6 separate regions of the Mus musculus genome follow, and all the other regions are linked to region 4. The links are chromatin contacts, called in public HiCAR-type, HiChIP or PLAC-seq, capture Hi-C and promoter capture Hi-C maps. All regions are on one chromosome and are shown on one strand. Each heading gives the region's core, a stretch centred on a gene start, on an enhancer-like site or on the middle of the called end of the contact. The rest is flanking DNA. Distances are from core to core; before and after follow the strand shown. Region 1 overlaps Xpo7 (exportin 7). Region 2 holds the start of Lgi3 (leucine-rich repeat LGI family, member 3). Region 3 holds the start of Nudt18 (nudix (nucleoside diphosphate linked moiety X)-type motif 18). Region 4 holds the start of Itm2b (integral membrane protein 2B). Region 5 holds the start of Phyhip (phytanoyl-CoA hydroxylase interacting protein). Region 6 holds the start of Fgf17 (fibroblast growth factor 17).

Evidence for each region. Promoter capture Hi-C pulls out the DNA fragments that hold promoters and counts their contacts. HiCAR-type assays count read pairs that join an accessible place to other places. HiChIP or PLAC-seq counts read pairs in DNA pulled down with a chosen protein or histone mark. Capture Hi-C pulls out chosen DNA fragments and counts their contacts.
Region 1: a promoter capture Hi-C map of liver shows a contact between it and region 4, with 5 times the contacts expected there. The contact joins the enhancer-like site here to the promoter of Itm2b in region 4. A contact is called at or near these places in 4 of 39 promoter capture datasets (embryonic stem cells, hippocampal neurons and liver) and 1 of 115 datasets of contacts at active chromatin or transcription factors (astrocytes).
Region 2: a contact with region 4 is called in an H3K4me3 HiChIP or PLAC-seq map of embryonic forebrain, with 8 times the contacts expected there. The contact joins the promoter of Lgi3 here to the promoter of Itm2b in region 4. A contact is called at or near these places in 2 of 39 promoter capture datasets (the 3T3-L1 cell line and liver) and 1 of 115 datasets of contacts at active chromatin or transcription factors (embryonic forebrain).
Region 3: a HiCAR-type map of astrocytes shows a contact between it and region 4, with 7 times the contacts expected there. The contact joins the promoter of Nudt18 here to the promoter of Itm2b in region 4. A contact is called at or near these places in 3 of 39 promoter capture datasets (cranial neural crest, liver and pre-B cells), 3 of 115 datasets of contacts at active chromatin or transcription factors (astrocytes, large pre-B cells and pro-B cells) and 2 of 9 other capture datasets (adipose tissue and embryonic stem cells).
Region 5: a contact with region 4 is called in a HiCAR-type map of astrocytes, with 4 times the contacts expected there. The contact joins the promoter of Phyhip here to the promoter of Itm2b in region 4. A contact is called at or near these places in 1 of 39 promoter capture datasets (pre-B cells) and 1 of 115 datasets of contacts at active chromatin or transcription factors (astrocytes).
Region 6: a capture Hi-C map of embryonic tail shows a contact between it and region 4, with 4 times the contacts expected there. The contact joins the promoter of Fgf17 here to the promoter of Itm2b in region 4. A contact is called at or near these places in 3 of 39 promoter capture datasets (cranial neural crest, hippocampal neurons and pre-B cells), 3 of 115 datasets of contacts at active chromatin or transcription factors (astrocytes and embryonic stem cells) and 2 of 9 other capture datasets (embryonic stem cells and embryonic tail).

Annotation. Positions count from the first base shown.
Region 1 is chr14:70,698,089-70,700,788 of GRCm38.p6, forward strand. It overlaps Xpo7 (exportin 7), which reads right to left. Exons shown (of 28, transcript NM_001359888.1): 6 at 854-958. Among named protein-coding and RNA genes, the nearest start is that of Xpo7, 8.6 kb to the right of the region's middle. Within about 2 kb of position 1,298, at least 2 of the 459 cell types and tissues checked have an H3K27ac peak or open chromatin away from gene starts, as enhancers often do. A contact at or near this core is called in liver, where this site is marked.
Region 2 is chr14:70,529,554-70,532,253 of GRCm38.p6, forward strand. It overlaps Lgi3 (leucine-rich repeat LGI family, member 3), which reads left to right and starts at 1,268. Exons shown (of 8, transcript NM_145219.4): 1 at 1,268-1,717; 2 at 2,515-2,586. The coding sequence starts at 1,512.
Region 3 is chr14:70,576,547-70,579,246 of GRCm38.p6, forward strand. Nudt18 (nudix (nucleoside diphosphate linked moiety X)-type motif 18) reads left to right here and starts at 1,278. Exons shown (of 3, transcript NM_153136.5): 1 at 1,278-1,564; 2 at 2,366-2,579. The coding sequence starts at 1,403.
Region 4 is chr14:73,383,870-73,386,569 of GRCm38.p6, forward strand. Itm2b (integral membrane protein 2B) reads right to left here and starts at 1,420. Exons shown (of 6, transcript NM_008410.3): 1 at 1,141-1,420. The coding sequence starts at 1,257.
Region 5 is chr14:70,456,181-70,458,880 of GRCm38.p6, forward strand. It overlaps Phyhip (phytanoyl-CoA hydroxylase interacting protein), which reads left to right and starts at 1,337. Exons shown (of 5, transcript NM_145981.3): 1 at 1,337-1,623.
Region 6 is chr14:70,640,874-70,643,573 of GRCm38.p6, forward strand. Fgf17 (fibroblast growth factor 17) reads right to left here and starts at 1,395. Exons shown (of 5, transcript NM_001360108.1): 1 at 850-1,395; 2 at 659-695. The coding sequence starts at 884.

The DNA.
Region 1 (2,700 bases), core at 48-2,547, 2.7 Mb before region 4:
AAAAAGCCAGAGGCTGTCCCTCATTAGCTCTCCATGTTGAAAAAGCCACCTGACCTTGTTATAAATGTGTAGGACTGACTCTCCCCATCCCTTTCTCAGTCTCTCTGAGACATGGCCTTATTCTGTAGCCTAGGCATGTTGTATCGTGCAGGGTTTCTGTGGTACTGGCGACTGAACCCAGACAGGCTCTCATGCATGGTAGTAAAGTTTTCTACCTGACTTTTTTGATTAATTCAATGCTATCAATAAATGAAATTAAAACCAGCTCTCTATTTAAAGCAGATAATTTCCTTACGGGATACTGCCTCACCCTTCAGGTTATAAAATCTAAGTGGATCCTAAAAGATTTAAACCCTACTCCTCTTTACAGATGTTGCTTGTTGATTTGCTGCTGTCAACTCAGCAGGGAACAGAAGTCACCTAGTTTTGTATGGTAACATATGGTAACAATGTAATCTGAACCTGCTCACAAAACACTTAAGAATCTAAACACCATAAAGCTAACATGTTTCCATTCTGTATAGAGACTTTTTATGTGGCTATGAAACAACAAACAGAAAACCTCTAACTTTGTAGTAAACTAGATCCCCTGAAGACAGAAACAAGAAATATCTAGTTCATCTACTGCTTTTTACCTGGAGGAACAGCTTTAAAGTAGGGAAACCACTCAACCTTTCTCTAAGTCAGTGATCAACCTGGCTAGTGCTTCTCCATCTCCAGATGTATATAACATGACAGATGATGGGCTCAGTTAGGTGCTGACCATTGACAAATCCCATTCACTTTTACGAAAGTGAATAATTCCTAGTTCATGAAAAGGAACTAGGAATTATGACCTAATTTATAACCATACCTGTTTTAGTAAATTGCAGGAAAGTGTGAAGATATCAAACAGTGATGAGTCTCGGAAAGAAGAGGCTATTTTTCTGTGTTTGGTTAAAGGATGAGTTGTGTCTGCCTGCGTAAGAAAGAATAAACCAATGCAAGTTTTAAAATTACTTGGGGTAGCGGGAGTTCACATAGATTTTAAATAAACCAGAAAGATTTCCAAATAACACAATATAAACACAAAACTCATTTTTATGGCTTATCAGATCAAGTAGGATGATGTGAAGTGGGGGGCAGGGGGGCTCTCTTGTCTATGACCTCAAATTTCTCTATTGTATAGAGGAAGCAAAACTGCACACATTATTGGCATATATTGCTAGCAATTGCTACCATGTCATACCATGGCTTAGTTACAAAACCAGACACAGTAGCAAGGCTGGACTTTGGTAAATTAGCCCATCAGGGCTGAAGCAACTGAATAATTTCAAAATAGCCATCAACAGCCATGAACTTGAATAAAGGAACAGCCTGCAGCCTCACTTCATTCTCTAACCTACTTTAACATGGAAATGAGAACTTGAATGGGTCCAAGGGTCGATCATTTCATTGTTTTTTTTCCCCCCCAGCAGCTACAGAACAGAATGTCCTGTGTTTTTAACACACAGTAGATACTCAACAAGTGGAATAAAAGAATGAAGGTTGTCTATGATACTTGTAATTGTAACCACTCACTGAAAACTTAAATTTCTTCTATTTATTGATCGGTTCATCTAAGAGGGTCTCACTTTGTTTTGGTCACATTGAAGAGTCATATATAGTAAAAGTTTCCATAATGTCACCTCTAGGTTCAAACAGGAATGGTAAAGAGAAGTATATTTTCTGATTTAAATGTGACAACCAATAAGTAATGGAGAATTACTTAGAGAATCAAAATATTCCAATTCTATTGTCCATGTCACTGTGTTATATATGTCTTACATGATGAAGCTATGCTTTTTTGCTTTTGAAACAGGTCTCACTATGTAACCCTGGCTGTCTTAGAACTTGTTATGTAGACCAACCACGCTGTCCTTGACTTCACGGAGATCCCTCCATTGTGCTGGGACTCCAAGCGTGTGCCACCATGTCAGACAATTGCTACTATATATATCTATATATCTATATCTATCTATCTATCTATCTATCTATCTATCTATCTATCTATCTATCTATCTCTCTATCTATCTATCTATAGTTCCATATACTGCTGTACGTAACAAGCACGCTAACTATGTCAATCCAATTTTCATTTTCACCCCTTCTCCTAACGTGGCAACTGAGCTGTAGCACCTGCTGCTTGTAGACAAGTGCTCTCCATGGAGCGATATCCCTTACCCCGATCACTTAAGAAAAACCTAGATAGTTTTCAAAAAATACCAACATTTGTGTATTTGGAGAGTGAGGAAGAAGCACTGAAAGAGAGAACATTAGGCCCATGGTCTTTGTATTTAGTTAATGGATGCTCTCTTCACTGTACTGTAGCAGTAGTTGAATAGTCCATTATTAACACAGGGTTTGGTGTATGACTATCTAGACTCAAATTAAGTTTAACTGTGAAACTGTAAACAAATTATCATATATCTCAGTTTCCTCATCTAAAAAATGGGAGCCACGATACCCACCTCATAAGACTGTTGAGAATAAAATTAGTTAACTTTCATTAAAGAGCTTAGAATGGTGGCTGGCCAATCATAATTACTCAAAAGGTTAAGCTATTGGTACTTTGATAACTACTGCTTACAATGGCAACTGCATCTAAGAGATAAAACAACAGGACTTCCAATTTCAGCAGGCTGTAATATAGAGCATTAAAAGAGTACCAACTTACAGTTA
Region 2 (2,700 bases), core at 18-2,517, 2.9 Mb before region 4:
GGTGCTGACCCCCAACCGTAAAATGACATTCGTTGCTACTTTGTAACTCAAACCCAGGTCCTTGTGTGCACTACCCCTAAACTATATTCCCAGACTTCTATATCTTTAACAAAAACCACTGCATCCATTTATTTATTTAATTATTGATTTGTTTGTTTGTTTTTTGTTTGTTTGCTTAGGTATGGTGGTGCCTCAGCATGCATGTGGAGATCAGAGAATAACTTCTGCCACTTAGTTCTCTCCTTCCGCTATTTGGGTCCTAGGGGCTGAACTCAGGTCCTCAGGCTCGGGGGGGAGGGGGGGCAACCTGCTGTGCCATCTTGCCAACCCACACGCCTTTGCCTTTTTAAACAAAAATAGCTGTAGGAAGAAATGTTGCTGTTATAATTCTTTTTTTTTTTCAAATCTCTTTAGTCTGAGATTTCATCAAACACTCTCCATGTAGCTCTGGAAAATTCCAGAGTACTTTTTGTGGCAACATGGAAGTGCAATAGACAAATAATGTCCTTCTTAGGTAAAGTATGTTGACCTCGGGGACTCCGTGGAAGGCTCTCAAGGAGCTTTGGACTCTAGAGTTACCCTTTGAAGAGCACTGGTGTAGAAAGATTGCTGTGAACTTGAAGTTGAGCTTCTGGGCCTAGGGCTACACTTTCCTTATCTGTAGATGGAAATTAATGTCCCTTCCCTCCAAAGGGCCAGCCAATTAACCGTGCCAAGTACACAGTAGAGATAGGGAGTTTGGCAGCTTTTTGCTTTCTTGTAGCCTCAGTTTCCTTATTGATGAAACAAAGACCTGAGCTGGAGCACCCCCAAGGCTCTTCCAACTCCAACTGTGGCCGTGCAGTGTGAAACGGTCCACACTTCCCACTCCGGCGGTTACCCTTTCCCTTTTCAGCTCACAGGCACAAAAGCACGCTGTGTTCCTCAGCTGATGCAAACAAGCTCGCACCCCCAAGCTCCCAATCTCTCATGCCAACCTGGATGTACATGAGTCACTTGCGACATACCCCTTAGTTCTACGCCCCCTCACAACCAAGACACACACACAGGTGCACCGTAGGTCCACAGATCCATGTGCACCCTGCATAGACACAATTCTTATACAAATGCATTCTCTGCACACACAACTCTGGAGATCAGACACAGAGCCTGGTGGCCTGGTAGGGCACGCTGCGGACGGGTGCAACCACTCCATCCTTTGGCTGCTCTCCCGCGGGCGCCGGGCCTGGGCCTCCCCGCTCCGCCCCCACGCGCGCCCCCGCCGCCTGCGCCGCAGTCCGCGTCCACCAGCCCCGGCAGCCAGTAGTTGCGGTCCCAGTTCCGCGCAGCGCTCCGGAGCTGAAAGGACTGCAATCAGCGCCCGAGGTCAGGAGGAATAGGTGGCGCCTAGAGAGCGGGTGGCACCAGAGTTGCGGCAGCCCGGAGGTGGAAGCTCTCGAGAGGGGCAGAACAGCCTGCAGGGAGCAGCGGGGCGCCGGCAGGCTGGTGTGGGGGGAGACCCTGCAGGAGTCATGGCCGGGCTACGAGCCAGGCGGGGCCCTGGGCGCAGGCTACTGGTGTTGTCCACGCTGGGTTTTTGCCTAATGCTGCAAGTCAGTGCCAAGAGACCTCCTAAGACGCCCCCCTGCCCACCCAGCTGCTCCTGCACCAGGGACACCGCCTTCTGCGTGGACTCTAAGTCGGTGCCCAAGAACCTGCCTTCAGAGGTCATCTCCCTGTGAGTGTCTACCTAGCCTTGGGGGTGGGGAAAGGAAAGAAGGCACAGAAAGCTCTGGAAGAGAGAAACCCTGCTCCTCTTTTGAGAGGATATGGACCAGGAGCACTCCCAGGTATCCTCAGAACTGGAGACTCCAGGCCCCAGTCTGCAGGGAGCGCTGCAATCTGTACAGCAGCCATAGCTTGGGTAAACCAGAATTCATGGCCAAGGATGAATCATCACCATCAGCAGCGCAATGAGACCTACTGTGTGTGGGTTGGAGGGAGTGTCTACAAGAGCATGCTGGCCCCACCCTGTGAGGTCACACCAAGGACAGAAAGCAGGACTAATAGCAGCAGGGGGAGGGGTGACAAGTATGCTTGCCCTCGTGGTACCTTGGCATGGACCAGACTCCTGCCACTGGGTCTGCTATTGTGCACACAGCTGGGCCAGCCTCACTTGCAGCAACTGGCCCATGACTCCCACCCCTTTGCCTGTGGGGCTAGAGAGACTGTGAGGTCCCCCTTCTTGCTGCCCCATCTCTCAGCAGCACCAAGACATTGTGGGTGTTGGGTAATGGTGCTGATGCTGGTAATGGAACCTGCTCTTGGCTGAGAGGGAAGGTGAGCCTCGGGCCACTGTCGCTTCTGGAGGCAGCAGGGGGAGAAGAATGGAGGACATTGAGTTTTGGGGAAGAAAGGGTAGCTGCAGGTGGGGGCTAGGGCTGCTGAACACAGAAGCCACTGCCCTGTCCACCTCTGTCCACAGTACAGGTCCTTCAGACACTTACACAGTCTTGGCTCCTGTGTTCCCTGCAGGACGCTGGTGAATGCTGCCTTCTCAGAGATCCAGGATGGAGCCTTCTCCCATCTGCCGTTGTTGCAGTTCTTGTATGGATAGCTTTGTGGAAGAGGGGGTTGGGGGGAACGTGGTAGAACCTGACAGATGCTGAACCTGGGTGAGAGTAGGTGGAGGGAGGGTTTGAAAATGCAGATGTCCCGATA
Region 3 (2,700 bases), core at 28-2,527, 2.8 Mb before region 4:
ATACTCTACCGCTGAGCTATACTCCCCAGTTTCACGGTGTGTGTGTTCTTGTATGTGCAGGTGTGCTCTATGGACTATGGCTTTGAGACCCTACCTGGAGAACAGGTGGGCTGCCTGGTGACGGTGTTCAGATAGTGCATGGCTTCTCCCAAGCTCTCTTGGCTTCTCAACAAGTATGGAAAAGGAGGGCTGTTACAGACCTACTGTACAGATGAGGACATTGAGGCCACCCAGGGCACAGAGCACGTCAGTCAGCAGAGGCTGGATGTCTGGCTTTTAAACTCCAGAGCTTTGTCAGTACCATCAAGCCACTGTCCCCCAAAGGAGGTACACAGAGCCAGCAGTGGGGGAGGAAAGGGAAGTCTGGGATGGGGTGAGGAGCCCAGACTTGGCCTGCTTTGTGGATTCCTCTCAGCTGGCCCTGCCTTCCTGTCCTGAGTGGAGGTTAAAGAAGCTCAGAGGAAGAAAGGTCAGGCTGGGAGAGAAGCAGGAGCTGGCCAAAACAACCCACACCCTGTTCCTCATGACCAGGCCCTGGACGCTGGGTAGGAGGGCACCACCCCTGCCCTCTAAAGATGGAGTCTGTTTCAGAAGCCTGGGAAAAGCATTGGGCACAGGATCGGATGCAGGCTACAGTGCTGACTTCAATCTCCCTTTCATTCATCCCCCCCCCCCTTAGCTTCTTCTCATCCCCAGCCTTGTCCCACCTTGACCACCTGTCCCATCCCTCCTCTGAGGCTTGTCAATCACGTTCCCCATCCCCCACCCCACCCCCAAACCAATCCTTTAGCCTCGGACTCTTAAAATGCCCTGTGTCCATCGACCTAGACAGATCAGAATTTCTAACGCAACGTTATGTGCCTGAGCCATACCACATTCAGAGCATTTTAACGAAGTCAGAAAGTTATTTGGGGCCTATTCGTCGTGAGCACTTCTGTGGTTCGTTTATGATAAAAGCTGGACAGTGGGAGCGAACGGCGGAGTCTGGGCTTCCGTAATGTCATCGGACGAGTGACGCCATCGACCCTGGTCACAGTGGTGTTCATCACCCTACAGGCAGGATGACATCACCGTCGGAACCCGCGCGGACAAGTGCGTGCTGGGTGAATTAGCTAATCGCTAGGGAGAGTGTGAAGTGAGGCTGAAACCCAGGAGAGGAGGGGGCAGAGGGAGGATCCCGGCGCCCCGCCCTCCCGATAACCGCTGCGAGCTGGCCAATCCGGGCAGGCCGCAGTGACGCGCAGCCTATCAGCGACCAGGTCTCTCCCGGAGGTTCCGTGTTAGTCTTGGCCCTCAAGTCAGGGGAGGGGGCGAGGGCGCCGCGGCCCACCGCAGCTCAGGTCCCGGCCGCTTGCCTCCGGGGGTCTGGCAGGTCCCGGCTTGCCACCTCCCCGGAGACTTGATGGCCACGGAGGGCCTGGCAGGGGCGCTTGCCACCGTGCTGGGGGGAAAGGGGTTGCTGGTGCAGAGCTGTGACTCGGAGCCGGCTGGGAAGCCGCTGTTTCCCGTGCGGCTGCGGAAGAATGTCTGCTACGTGGTGCTGGCCGTGTTCCTCAACGAGCAGGTGAGCGTCCGACCGGCCGCTGGCCTTCGGCTGGTCTCGGGAGCGTGCCGCCTGCCCTGATCTGAACAGGCGAGCCAACGGCCGCTGCCTGTATGTGGCGCTTCCCAATGTTGCAAAGCACTCTCAACACTAGCAGCTGAGCTGAGATCGTCCTTCTGTAGACTCTATAATATGGAAGGAGAAGCCGAGGTCCCGGGGCGGTTTATCTCATCCACTAGACCTCGCCCCCCACCAGGAGAGGCCTGTAATATGCCCCCTTCCTTTCCAGGAGTCTAGACTCTCCCGGCGCCTCGGGAGAGTAATGGGGAGCTTACATGCAGGCCTCCGATCCTGTGAGAGTTCTTTTTAGTGATCACTTCTGCACAAGTCAGCGTTATAAAATCCTGGCCAAGAAGGGGTAGGTTGGTATAGGGGTGGAGCTAAGTTTCAAAGCCTCAGACCCTAGATTGAGGACTTGACACAGGCGGTTTGTAAGTCCCATGGGAACAAGAGCAAGACAGTGGCATAAATGAGTCAGTATAGGAGTGGTGGCAACCTTCAGGAGGAAGCCTCCTAGAGCAACGCCCAAGGTCCTCAGCCCCTTTCTACAACAGAAGTCCCTCTGGGTTTGAGTTACAGCAAAGCGGAGACAGCCACTGCTTTCAGCCATATCAGGGCCTGACTCCTGAGGATCCAGCATCCTAAAGGTGTCTGTCTACCAAGAAGGGAGCTTTGGGCTGCCATCCAGGTAGGGGCTACTCTTCTGAAGCCCCCAGACTGGCTGGGTAGGAGTGAAGATTGTCTCACTTCCCTCCCTCCCAGGATGAGGTGTTGATGATACAGGAGGCCAAGAGGGAATGCCGGGGGACATGGTACCTCCCTGCAGGAAGAATGGAACCAGGAGAAACCATCGTGGAGGCCATGCAGCGGGAGGTGAAGGAGGAGGCAGGGCTGCTCTGTGAGCCAGTGACACTGCTGTCCGTGGAGGAGAGGGGCGCCTCCTGGATCCGCTTTGTGTTCCTCGCTCGACCAACAGGTATCCCCCACCTAGTGACATTTCTCACGGTCCCTCATCCATAGCCAGCCATACTGTGGGCTTCTGCTTATGGCCATTGACCTACTACGGGCTAAGAGCTTTTGGGGGTCTCTCTCTCTCT
Region 4 (2,700 bases), core at 170-2,669:
TTTAGGGAATCAGCTCTCTCATCTCAGGGGAAGACAGTCATTTAAAAAAATCAACATGATGTTTGCTTTTAGCTGGAACGTTTCCAGAAAACATGTCCAAACAGCCCAGACTGCTATTATATATCCAAAAATTTTATAGGGTATTAGTGGCCTGTTTCTTTACAGTAATTTTCATTAGATCATTAAAAAACAAACAAACAAAAACAAAAACTCTCCTTACTACTTGTACCATGGACACAAACGACTGATTTTAAGTCAAAACTAAAATTACCCAAGTGACAATAGGTATTAAAAAGTGTTAGTGAAAAACGAAGCAGCACCCGCTGTTAGTATTCATAGGTATCAAATGTCAGAAGCCCTAAAAAGGCAAAAAGAAAACTTAGGCAAAAATTATATTTATATTTAAAAGAATATTACTGTACATCACTTTTAAAAATTGAATCCAGTGACAGCATCACTCAGTGCTAACCGGGGATGTGGTAACACAAAGGTTACCTATTTTGTAGGGATGGGAGCAAATTCCTATGTTTTGGTTCCAGTTTCACTTATTCAGAAGTACCCACAAAGAGGCTGATAAAAGTCAACTGTTGGGTTACATGGGAACAGCCACAATAGCAATTACTTTCACCTGGAATATTTGTTACAATAATAAAATCACCAGCCAGAAACTACTCCCAGTATACTGTTGTCTTCTCTCTCCAGACCCCAAGGTGTTCACCTGCCAACACCGAAGGCCATTTGTAGGCAAGGGAGTTTGTAAAAGAAAAGGGCTTTTAAAAAATGAAGATGCTTACAGTTGCTGGACTTAGTCCAAGTGCTGTTCAGCCTAGAAACGAAAGTAGGAAACAACAGAGGTTTAGGCTTGTTATGATGTCAGCCATTTTAGGCACAGTATTTATACTGGAAAAAAAGTGCCAAACTCGGTGGTGGCGGTGCCTGTCGCTGCAGGTTCCCGGGCTACCAAGCCAAGTGCAAAGCCGCGGGACCTCGTACACCTGTGCAACTGTCCCCTCGGGGGTCGCCAGGGCCAGGACCCCGCCCCGCTCGCTGCACACACACACACCACGGTACCCGGGAGCGGAGGACCGTCCGGGAAACCGTCCCCGCCGCCGGGACCCCGCCCGCGACCCCAGCCAGGACCTTGCAATCCACCGCCACGGCATCCGGAGGGACGATGAGCGCCTCCTCGCTGCTCTTGGGCTCGTCCTTCTTGGCCTCCTTCTGGGCCAGCGCCGAGTTGAACGTCACCTTCACCATGGTGCGGCCTGGGGCGCCCTAGGCGGCGACGGCGAAGGCTGGGGTCGCGGCTGGCAGGATCCCGGCTGCGAAGGCAGCCTTGTCGGCCGAGCTCAGGGCACGACTCTGCAGCGGAGGAGCGGACTGCGCGACAGCAGCAGCGGCTCAGTGCAGCGCGGTTTCCGGCCTCGCAGCTGGGGCGCGGGCGCAGGGCGGGGGCCCGGAGGGGCGGGGCCTTGAGCGGGGCGGGGCCTGGCTTCACGCCAGACCCTCCCTGGTTCCCCCCACCCCCACCCAGGACTCAGCGGGAATCTGGCCAGGCTTTGTGGAGGGCGCGCCTGGTTGAGCTAGGACTTGTTGCCCCTCTGGGCTGCCTGGATTTTCCGGTTCTGAATTTGCTTCCAACTAGTTCTCCTCAGGGGCCCAGTGTTGCAAGTTGATAAGAAAATGGGGTGAACTCTGTCGGTTGGCTACGTAGGATAAGTTAACTTCTGGTAGCACCAAATTCTCTTTGATTGTGAGCCCAAAGGCCATGGAATTTTTGTGTGAGAAAAACAAACAAACAAACCCAAAAGCTCCGTTTAATCATTTATTAGTAAGCGACTTAGTAGAGCATAGGAATATTTGAAGCACTGTGTCCTAGTGTCCTGGTGATCTGACTTATCTCCCACAGACCTCACCCTAAGGTGTTGCCTGGTTGACTAAGCTGGTCTTTTCTTCCTCCCTCAGAGGTCAGTTCCTGCCCAGCCTAATCTCAAGCCAATGACCAGGAACCCTCTTCATCCATTTGTATTCCTAAAATTCTAAACTGGTAAAACAAAATGTACCAACCGAGCTCATTTGTATAAGCAAGCCAAAACAAAACAAAACAAAAAACCATATTTGCCTTAGGCCAATCTGTGATTTGTGACAACGTACTTAGGACAAGTTCTTATTTTTCTTCAAAATAAAAAATTCTCCTTTTTTGAAGAGGTTTTTGCTTCTGGTTGACAGAAGACATTGGCCCACACACTGGGTTTACAGCCATGTCTCCAGATGGTCCTTTGGTCAAATGACTGATCCTGTAGCCTTCTCCATATCCTCTCCTTGTCCACCTACAGGAGTGTCTGTTGGCCAGAAGGATTCTGCTGTGTGAGCTCTGGCCTAGGCCAACCTTGAAGACAGCAGTTGAGACCAGAGTTCTTGAGCCCCTGGCTCTATTCAAGGAGGGAATTATCTTTATTTCTTTTTATTTTTAAATATTTAATTTTTATGCCTATGATTTTTTTTTTTTTTTTTTTTTTTTTTTTTTGCCTACATGTACCTGTGCCTAAGGAAGTCAGAAAAATGAGTCAAGTCCCGTGGAACTGGGGTTACAAATGGTTGAGAACCGCCATGCGGTTGCTGGGAACCAAGCCTTGGGTCTTCTGGAAGAGCAACAAATGCTTTTAACTGCCGAGCCGTCTCTCCATTCCCATATTTCTA
Region 5 (2,700 bases), core at 87-2,586, 2.9 Mb before region 4:
AACAGCACCACATGGGTACAGTGTCAGCAGGGACCAGAAAGGGACAATGGGATGCCCTTGAGCTGGAGTTAAAGATGGTTCTGAGCTGGGACTAGAACTTGAGTTCTTTGCAAGTGTTCTTCTGAGCCATCTCCCCAGCCCCTAAAACATATTTGTGGTCCTTGGTTGTATCAGTAGGTACAGAGGGGTCAACCAGAGGCTCCTTATTTTCTTCCGTGTATCCTCCAAATGTCTCTCCTACTCCTTAGAAGTCTGCAGACTCTTTGCAGGGGCAGAGACTGTCACCATGAGAAAGATAGCAACTCTTACTACTTGCCTGACATTTCTCAGGTGCCAAGCCCAGAGCTAAGTGATTTACATAATGATCTCATTCCACGATAACAATAAACTTGTATTATCAGCCCACTTCACAAATGAGACAGTCGCTGACCGAGGTCACCTAGCTGGAAAACTATAGAGATGAAATTGTTCCTATCTCCATCAGATTACAAAAACTGTCCTTTTTATCATTGTATTGTCTCTTGGTCACTGTTGCTTCCATCAAATTCCCTTGAGTTTTTTTTTTTTTTGGGGGGGGGGGGGAGGGGACTCCAACCGCCCTCAGTTCTAGGTTGTAGACAAGCCTCCGGCTGATGGTCCTTTCTGACTGCAATCTCAGGGCTTTGCTGGCCTGAGCCTGGAGGGTGGTTGGGATGAGAACACTCAAAGCTCTGTGTATCCTTCCACCCTCCACATTCTTGCCTCTGTGCATCCCTCCCTATTTTACAACGCCTCTCTCCCACTCCTTTACTTAGGGACTCTTAAGCTGCTAGAAGATTCTCCTTGGACACTCCAGAGTCTCTAAAGCTGCTGGGCTGGTTTCTCTTGATAAGAGTTGGTAAGAAAATTGTGCGGTGCATCAGTGAAGGTCTCCCAGGAGACACCTAGACTGAGGATAAGGTCCCACCAACCCCAGCTCTGACACTTCTTTTGAGACCCTTCCCTTACCCAGCCTCCTGAGCCCGTGGGTTAAGCTCCACCCCTCTCTGAGCACCTTAAAGTTTGGGGGCTGAATTCCAAGTAGGAGGTGTGTTGAACGGACTTCAGGAGGCATCTTGCCCTGGAAGAATGGGGGAAAGGTGGCAGAAGCTACAGCTGCTGCCTCCAAGGACATCTGTATAGCTCCCAGGGGACCCTCTGCCCTTTCCCCCTCCCACAAGCCTGGGCGAGCAGGGACCAAGCTTGCTTGTTATCACCTGACGCTGAGCAGCCACTGATCCCATTGGTGGAGCCAGATTCGGTCTGGCTCTCCTGTTCCTTCTCGATTTCTCTGCCTCTCTCTCCTCCACGCTGCTTTGATTTCGCTCTTGCCTCTCTTCTTGCGCGCTTACTCGCTGGGTTCCCAGCAACGCCGCCGTTTTCTTGCCGGGAGCAGTAGCTATAGCTGCAGAGCCAGACAGGCGCTGCCTGTGGGGCATGGAAGCCGACTTCCCAGTAGCCCAGAGAGGAGCGAGCGAGCCCCGCTGCCTGTGACCCCAGGCGTCAGGCTGCTGTCCCCTGCCTGGAGAGATCATCATCTATCTACACAGAGTCTCTCCCTTCCTTCTCTTCCAAGTATCCCTCTGCAGGGCCGGCTGAAGCCAGGTAAGTGCGCTTCTCCCCCCCAAACCATCCTGCCTATTCTGGGAGGTTAAGAGCTGCGGCCACCAGGGTCTCGCCACTGTCCTGGCTGTCCACCTGGGTTGCCAGGCCTGGCGACCTTGTCCCCTTTCCCCTAAGTCCTTGGCAAAGAGCTTAACAGCTGGATCTGGTCTCCGGGGCGACACAGTTAGTTACCCCGTGACCATTCTGCGCAGTCGGCAAAGCCAAAAGGTTCAGCCGGGTGGGGGAGCCTTCCCTCTGGCATGCCAGTAGCTTTTTGAAATGGGCTTGGGGAAGGGGGCCCGGTGTGTACAACGTGTCTGCATGGTTGGGAGGAGGCTGGAGGCTAGCTTGCGTAGATAGGTCTGTCTCTACGCAGTTAGATTCCTTTAGGGTTTCTGACCGGCTTGTAGCATGTTTCAGAACATTTTTCCGCGTGAGGTACATGTGTGCGGGGGCAGCATTTATCCGAGTAGCCTGTGGGTATATGTGGCAGGGGCCCCAAGAGCCAGTATTTTTAGGGGGTGGACATGTCACTTGTCATGTGGGTGGGAGTACATGTTGAGGGAGTACTGTAGCAACCAGGCTGTTTCTATGTGGGGAGGGGCAACTTTGAAGCAGTAGGAGGTGGGTAGGTGGGAAGTGTGGCACAGACCTCTGGCTGTGGGTAGACTTGAGTAGGTGTGCAAACCTGTTGGCCTGTGAAGAATCAGGCTGACCCAGTGTGGCCAAGGAGCAAACATGTTTTCAAAGTCTGTGTCTTGGAACCTACAAAAGGCAATGCCAGAATCCAGGCAAGGATTGACGGGCGCTCAGATATACATGTGTGCACAGGCAGCCATGTGGGTTGCCTGTCCTCTTGTGGGAAGTGGCATGCATATGTGTTGGTGCCCGTGGCTTCCTCGTTTCCTCAAATATGGCTTGTGACAATGAGGGACACATGCATGTGGGTATGTATAGATGTGAGCACGGGCAGGTTGGCATGAAGGCGACAGCTCTCGAAGGGGAAATACTGGGGCATTCTTAGAATGTGCAAGGTGGAGGGGGGGCACATCTATGCGTAGGTGAGTGTGGAGGAAT
Region 6 (2,700 bases), core at 145-2,644, 2.7 Mb before region 4:
AGTGGATGGGAGAGAAACAGGCCTCTGGCCTGGGAAAGCCAGACCATCTCTCCCCAGAGCGGTTCTGGACCAGTGCATTTTAATAGCTGCAGTCTTATGGAGAATCACAAAAAAGGGACAGGGCCTCGCCTGGAGCTGGGGGCTGAGACTTGGGGGTGGGAGGTGGAGGGGTGGAGAGGTAAGCCCTGAATTCCACTCCAAACAAACCTCTAGGCTTGACCTAGGAACCCTAGAGGTAACGGGTCTACTTGGTTGGATAGTCCAACCATATGGAGACCCTGGCCACCTATAGTCCAAACATGTGGGTAAGAGTAGACGGTGGACGGTACATGTGGGTTTCGAACCCAAACCCTTCAGGTATCTGCACGGACAAACCTTACCTGAGCGCTTGCCTCCACTGGCTGCTAACTGCCTGGGGCCCTCTGAAACCCAGCACAGAGGGATGGCAAGGGTAGAGACCCAGGAGTGTTGTTAGAAAGGTTTGAGAGGCAAACCTCAGTCTATTCCCCATTCTGGTTCAGTCTGTTTTCCAACCCACCTTCTGAACTGATCCTCCAAACCTTAACAGTTGCTTGGTTAGGGGAGGCCAGTCCTGCCTCTCCTCCTTCGAGGTGAGGTGGGAAAGGTTGGGGGTTGGGGGCTAGGCAGGGGTGCCTACCTGTGTTTGACAGCAGAGAATCAATAGCTGCAAGCACCTGTTTGGGAAGACAAGGCAGCTCAAGGTGTGGGCACCCCAGGGCACCCCCATCCCCCACCTTTGTCTTGTCCCACCTGCCCCGGGATGGAGGTATAATATTCCTGGGGCTGGAAATGGCAAAAAAGAACTCCGGGCGCAGGCAGCACACTTACAGGGTAAGGTTAGGCAGCAGGCGGGCGGCTCCCATCGCTGGAGAGACTTCTTGGGGCGATTGCCCCTCTGCTCCCCAAACTCAGGAGCGGATGTGGCCAGGCCCCTGAGGTAGAGTCCCAGAGAAGCCAAGGTTTCTCGGAGCCACAGGTTTTCAGGAATGAAAGGAGATGGAGGGAAGGGGAAGGCTAGCCGAGGGGGGAATGAAGGGGAGGCGTAATTGAGAGACTGAGGTGCGAGGTGTCCACCTTCCGGGCCAGTGGGGCTGCGAAGCCGGAGCTGGTCCGATTGGCGTACTCGCTCTCTTGGGCTACTGGCTTCGGGCAGAGGTCCCCGGGCGCAAAGGATTGGAGCTGCGAGAGCGTCCTCTATCAGGAGGCTGGCCCCTACGATCTCTCTTGATTTATTCCTGACCCGCACCAACCTGCCGGTCTCCGTGAAGTGCGGGGCCAGCGGCAAGCACAGGGAGGGAGGCGCCTTGCCCTCCCCTTCCTCAGGGTCAGCAGCTCCCGCCCTCAGGTTTGATGCGGCAACCTCATCTCCTTAAGAATGAGCTGCAGGTACCGAGCTGGGGCTGGGGGTCTCGAATTCTGGCTCGGGTGGGAATTCCCAGAAGCAGCCTTAAAAGGAGGAGCCTCCCTCCAGGGAGCAGGGGTGGGCTTGGCTTGAGCGGCTGCTGGCTCAGCTTCTCTGCTGTCACCCCTTGCCACTAGGAAGGAGGGGTAAGGCTGTGAACAGTGGGTGCAACAGGTTGAGGCCAGAGATGGGGAGTCAGGTGCAGCTCTTGAAAGATCTCAATGCTCACAAAAACTGGTTTGAAATGGAGATCCGAAGACGAGTGGGAGTCACTTTTGCCTGGGCCCTCGTAGTCTATTTTTGTTTTTTAAAGGTGGGTGGTGTGGTCAGCTATTGGAGTACTGGAGGACCAAATGAAATGACAGTGAGTCAGTGAGGAAATCCCTAAGATGTCTGGGCCTTATTTGGGGGGTTGACACCCAGCCCTAGGTTCTCAGCCCCAATTCACCAGTGTCCCCAAGCAGTTGCCTGGAATGCAGTGTCCAGCAGTATGGACATATGACCACTAGTCTCATGTAGCTGGCTACCCAAGTCAGCTATACTGACTGCAGTTTGCTGATAGGAAATTGGCGGATTGGGAGGTAGCCGGCTCAGAATAAGCCAGCTGGTGAGTGAAGGGGCCACAGTCCCAGAATCTAGGCTCTTCCTGTTCCTTGGAATTGCGACTTCACCCTCCACGTCCCAGCCTGCCACTGGCTTTATTTTTATTTTAGCGCTCAGAGACCTTGATAGATTTTTTTTTTTCCTCTTCTCCCATCTTCTACCTGAGACAGGGTCTCACCATGTAGCATCAACTGACCTAGAATTCACTGTGTAGACCAGGCTTGCCTCCAGTTCACAGACCCACCTGCCTCTCTCCTGAGCGCTGTGATTAAAGGTGTGCTCCAGTGCATTTGACAGGCTTAAGTGGACTGTAATATGACAGGCAGCCGGGGATGTGAAGGCTGGTGACCAGTTCTCTCCTTACAGACAGGTGGGTGGTGCTGAGCTGAAAGGAGGGGCGATCTGGGGAGTCTAAACTCTGGCTCCCTTTCCCTGAGTTCACAGAGCAGCACAGGTGGACTTATTTGCCTTCTCACCTTCCTGAGTTCCAGCAAGCCACAAAGTGGTCTGCCACCCTGCACTTCCCCTGCGCCCCAACTCCCAGCAAGCTCATAGATACCTCCCCCTGTCCCCTAAACAGGGCCTTTAGCCAGGTCTAGCAGGGGCCTTTAGAGCTCCGCCCTCTCTTCCGCAGACTCAAAATGCCCCTGCAGGGGACCTAGGAGTGAATTTGG